Linked DNA regions of Rattus norvegicus: region 2 is linked to region 1. A link is a contact called in public Hi-C data. All regions are on one chromosome and are shown on one strand. The core of a region is the stretch at or near the end of the contact, and the rest is flanking DNA. Distances in the headings are between cores, read along the strand shown.

Region 1 (2,750 bases), core at 225-2,724:
CAGCAGCAAGGATGGTACCCCTGACACCAATGTGTTCTACTCAAAAACTTAGTTTAAATATTGGCTGACCCGTTTATAATACTTGCGTAACTATTGCCCTGACCCCCTTTATTTTATGGTTTTGTGAAATGAAGATGAATTTTGCCAGATTATTTAATAAGATGTTGACAATGAGGGGGCTATGATCCTCCAGCTCAGTGCAGTCCATGATTATATTTTTCTTTGAACTTTTACCTCACTACACTCTATGATTGTATTGGCTCCAATTTGTTTAGTAGCTCGGTTAAAAATAATTTCTTAAAACATCTAGCTAATTATCTCTTCAACACCTCCATTTGATCTCTGTGTGCACCCGGACCATGTCGGAGTAATTAAAAATGAAATGGAAAAGACACCAACAATTTATGACAGTCTTCCCTTGGGCCACTGCATGCGAACGCCATATATTTGGTCAATGTATTTGTAGGATATCTGCCCCCCGCCCCCATACCTCTAGCCTATTTTGTAAAGGAGTTTTTCAATACTGGAAATCTTATGTGACTTTGATGAAGTTAAAAACTATACACATTTTCCAGGGTCAAGCCTAAAGTTTGGACTGCTCTCTGCCCTCTCTGCCACATGTGAAAACCTAAAGGACCAGTGAACTTACCTGCCTTGACCACGTATCTTTCTTCATGTGCCCTGCCTCTCCACACAGACAGAATCCTATCCAAACGTGGTGGCTAAATGACATTATAAAAGTTACTCTACATGGGAATATTAAATGGTTTCAGTTTTGAAAAAACTCTACCATGTACATGATTTACATGGACGTAACTACTTCTCATGAACTCTGTAAGATGACTTTCTTCTGAGATTTTGGCCAAATTTGCCAAATCATTTTCCTAGACATCAGAGACAATTACCTCACGTACATTTGACTTGACTGTTCTAATTTGGCAAGAGAGTTAGCACCAACATTCTCCTGTCTCAGGTAGCAAAGGGTCTGAGAGGACACTTCAAAGGCAGACCTACTTTTGAGCTAGATCCTGCTCTGTCCCTGGTGGATTTCATAGCACTTATCTTTGGACTCAGAACCCTTGCCAAAGACATTTTCCTTCCTAGGGCGAATACCCCTGATAAGTTGAGATCCAGACATGTCTTAGGAGTTTGCAAACATCTATCATTATCAAAAGCTCTGTGAATTTATTGGTCATTCAAATACCAACTATCTGGACTTTAGTTTCACATTGCTTTTTCATTTTAATTGCTCTCATTTCCTGCCATGACCTTTGTGTTTCAGAGAAAGGCAAGCATTCCACAAAGGAGAGGGAGAGAGAGAGAGAGAGAGAGAGAGAGAGAGAGAGAGAGAGAGAGAGAGAGAGAGAGAGAGATCTTTTATTGTGAACGGCAGAGGAGGTCCTAACTTGGCCAGGAAATTTGCCACGCAGTCTTGGAATGCTGTTTTGCAGTTTCAAACGTGGCCATACCCAGCTTCCCAGAATTTCTTTTCTGCCTGGAGGATGCCACTAGAACAAGGACGGCCTTGTTAACAAGTTGCAGTGTCTCACCAACAAAACAGGATTTGGATATAAATCATCATTTCAGCTCCCAGAACTATGTTCTCCGCCCCACTGAAGGGCTTCATTTACATCTAAAATGGTGACCACTGATCCCAGGCAGAACTCAGAAGTGGAGGAATGCAGCTGCCATGTGCTTAGTGACTCCAGGGTTAGGGAAGAATGGCATGGCCAGCTTTAAGCACGTTATCACGCTGACAGAGAAGCACCTTGTGTTCGCCTCGGTGGATAGAGCGAGAATTGTGCTCTCCGTCCTGTTTTTTTGGTTTTTTTTTTCCTTTCTTCTGAAGAATACCTTTCCCCCTCCTTTCTCCCCAGCTGCAAAATGAAGGGTTGAAAATGTCACTTCAGCTAATGATGAATGATGTCTGACCTCTGGATGGGTTACTCTGCATTTTGTGCAATTCTCAATTAATATGAAAGATCTCAACTCAAAGGACTTGGGCCTTTAGGGAAGGTTTCAAGGATGGATTTGTGTGACCGGACAGTAGCTTGGGGGGTTTTCTGTTTGGGTTGTTATTTTGTCTTTGTGGAGTTGGAGTGGAACGGTGACAGGGTTTACTTTGTAAGCAAGGTAAAGCACCAAGTCTGCTGATTGGTTTTTTTTTTTTTAATGTGTGTTCTCCTGTGAGATTAATATCTTTTCTTCCTAGAAATCTTGTCAGTAAGCAGAGGCAGTTTACAGGAGGAAAAAAAAAATCTCAAAAGGGCAACTGGCCCACATGTCTTTGTTGTTTTTATTTGAATATAATTAATTATGTAAAGCGATAGTTAGTGGAAGATTAACAATTAGTAGGTTCTGTCAAGTAGTCACATGGAAATTACTAACTAATTGAGCGACTGGTCCTCTATGGTGTCAGAAAGCAATGAGTGTCCTTCTCATCTTCTTGCTTTGTTGTTCTCACAGACCTCCTTTTATTTTTTCCTAAGATGCCCGTTTCACAGCAGACTAATAAATAAATAACCCTGCTTGTAATTTCATAGTATGCAAAGGGGGTCTGAAAGAAAGAAAGAAAAAAAAACACCTGTTTTAATTAGCATGATGGTTCATTCACTTTTTTTTTTTTAAAAGCGATAATCCTGATGCCACGAACTGACATTTCTACAGCTTTGAATTTCCATCCGCATCTTACATTATGATGCTTCAGGACCGTCATGAGTTAATTATGTTAACTTGGGAATCACTGCTTG
Region 2 (2,743 bases), core at 125-2,624, 890 kb after region 1:
TAAGAACCATGAAATAGTCTGCAGAGAACACCTAGAAGCACCTTCATGTAAGCACTGTAGCTGCTGCTGCTGTTTGTGTGGGTGTGTCCTGTTATGGCAAATCATTATGGATAATTAATTATTCTCAAAAGAAAGAAATCATTTTACTGGAGATTCAAAGCCATACCTTCCTTTAAGTTAAGATGGGTACACCGACCAATTCTGTATTCACTGTTCGATAGAAGAAATTACCCTCATACAGACGAGATGCAAAATTTTAACTTCGAAATATTCAAGTTAAAAATCTCCAACCTCTCCGAGTTTACGTTAGAATGTGGGGGGACAAAACTAAAATGATGCCCAGATATACAAAAATGAAGGAGAACCCCCCCCAAGTGGTAGTTACGGTAGGATGTATTCTTTGACCTACTGATTGGGAAGCTATCTGAGTCATGACTTTGTAGTTAAAATAGGAGCTACAACTTGAGTATGTAGCGTAATAGTCCCATCTCATCTATGTCACCAAAATGACAGCTTCAAGCCTCAGTGTTTCAACTTGGCTCCGCCAGAGAAATAATTTCGAGCACTGGTGAATCATTCTGATGATTCTGTCCCTCAGACGAAAAATGAAAGCAAAGTTTCAGTCAGGTCCCGTTGGACATGCTTTCTCCTCCCTACCCTGCGTGTCAGAGCACTTGCTTCTCTGAGGCAGGCTTCTGAAGCCCCATGCTAATGTCTAAGCAAGTCTGTGGTGCCCAACTGTTACTGGGCATGTCTTTATCGGCTCTCATACTTTCTTGGGTCACAAACACACGGTTATCTGAGGAAACATGGGTCATCTTCCTTCTCCTTTCTCTATTCAGCTCCTGTAACTTTCCTGTCAGAAGCCTTAAAAAAAAAAAAAAACAAAAAACAAAAAACAAAAAAACAAAACAAAACAAAACAAAACAAAAAAACCCCAAAAAAACCTACAGTTACTGTTGCTCAGAAGAGACAAAGTTTAACTTCTGGGTTGGCAATTGGAGAATAATTCATGAGCAGATTTCTAGCAAATGATATGATTTGCTAAATTTTGGTCTTTGATTTATATTTATGTAGTCCTGCTTCTGCTGTAAGGTTGTGCCAGCCTCAATTAGATCATGAATGAGATCATTTTAATTCAGCCCCCAAACTGTGACCTGACCATGCTCTGAAAGTGTTCAAAAAGTAATTGTAAGCCTCCTTTTGCTTTGAAAAGGAATACTGCATGCTTGGTCGTTCATACAAATAACATAAAACTTAATTATTGGATGATTTGGCAGAGGATCTTCTTGCCAAACAACAGTCAAAGCCAGCTACTGTGACGCTGGCACCGTGCAGGCCCTAGCCCACAGCCCCCTTGTGTATGGGTGTTTGTTCATTGTGTCTTAGGGCAAGATATTTCAAATAGGATTCATGGATCTAGGACACAGGGTGCAACCCAAAGGGTGTACCGTATTTATAACTCCAGTTTAAAAATGCTGTCTCACCTAGAAGGGAAGTAGATCTGCGCTGTCAAATCACCAGGAGGCTGTGACAAAGGGAGCTTGCAGCCTGACACACGGTGTAACAACATAGCAAACACCTTTAATTCTGTCATGTCTCATACCCTTTACTTTCTCACACATTTATGGCTGCTCGAACGTTGACACCTACACTCCCTTTGAAACTAAAAAAGGCGATCTTATTTAAGCCCAAATGCAACACCTGTAAAGTTATTCTTGTGCCCAACAAAAAATAACCATTAACTCCTTCCTCATAAAAACCTCTCTGCTTGCTTTGGAAAGTCTCAAGCTGGTAACGGGGCGGGTGCCTGAGGGCCTGACTCTGCGGTTCACATGACCTCTCTAGCTCTGACAGATAGGCAAGACTTCCCCCTTCTGAGGATGCTACGACTAAGATAATGTCACCGTCCTATTGGCCTTTGCAGCTTTTCAAGTTGAAGCCTGCTTCTTCCTCATAAACTTCTGGTATCTCTCACAGTGAGGAGAGAGACCCCAGCTGCTTCATTCCCTCTAGCGACCGAAGTCTAATATTTTAAAAGCTAGAAATGAAAATAGCTTTTCTAAAGATATTTCTTGGAATATTTAATGTGCTGCCTTGACTCCCCTTTCTCTATTTTTTTTTCCTTGCCAATTATAAACCACCATTTGGAGGGCTTATGAGCAATGTAAGCCCACCTCATCTAATTAAACCACATTGTTTTAAAAGCTTGAACAGTTTTCATGTCTACAAGACTTGTCTGAATAATAAACTGTGAGAGCCAGGATTTCATGTGCTGACTGCAAAGGGCCAGGCACTCAAAGAGTTAACCCGCATTGCTGGGTAGGTTAATATCACAGCTGCCTGGTACCTCACTTAACAAAAGCCTCCTTTTGCAAACAGACTCTCACCCCCCCCACCCCCAGTGTCCAAAGGTGTTTACTGAAGTAAATCTGCCTAAATCCTTCATTGCTTGAGTCATGGGGGTGGATAGGAGGGTGGATAGGAGGGGTGGAAGGTGTAGCTAATCTCTTTTTGTAAATTCTGTAAATCTTCTGGGAAAAAGGGGTGGGGGGATTAGGAATCCGTGTCACATGCCATGTACAATTCCTAATGTGTCCATTCCTGCTGCTTTCATAAGTGACATATACCACATAGGTGTTGGAACAGCTACCCAATAACAAACAGGTCCTCTCTTCTTTTGCAAAGCTCATATGTCTAAAGTTGTGTGTGTGTGTGTGTGTGTGTGTGTGTGTGTGTGTGT

Evidence for each region. Hi-C and Micro-C count contacts between places; a contact is called where the count stands out from the background.
Region 2: a Hi-C map of Schwann cells shows a contact between it and region 1, with 10 times the contacts expected there. The contact joins two enhancer-like sites. A contact is called at or near these places in 1 of 12 Hi-C or Micro-C datasets (Schwann cells) and 1 of 1 datasets of contacts at active chromatin or transcription factors (oligodendrocytes).

Annotation. Positions count from the first base shown.
Region 1 is chr3:48,849,892-48,852,641 of GRCr8, forward strand. All of the region lies in intron 11 of Arhgap15 (Rho GTPase activating protein 15), which reads left to right. Among named protein-coding and RNA genes, the nearest start is that of Arhgap15, 450 kb to the left of the region's middle. Within about 2 kb of position 1,475, at least 17 of the 93 cell types and tissues checked have an H3K27ac peak or open chromatin away from gene starts, as enhancers often do. A contact at or near this core is called in Schwann cells, where this site is marked.
Region 2 is chr3:49,740,842-49,743,584 of GRCr8, forward strand. The region is part of intron 2 of Zeb2 (zinc finger E-box binding homeobox 2); the gene reads right to left. Among named protein-coding and RNA genes, the nearest start is that of Zeb2-as1, 10 kb to the right of the region's middle. Within about 2 kb of position 1,375, at least 36 of the 93 cell types and tissues checked have an H3K27ac peak or open chromatin away from gene starts, as enhancers often do. A contact at or near this core is called in Schwann cells, where this site is marked.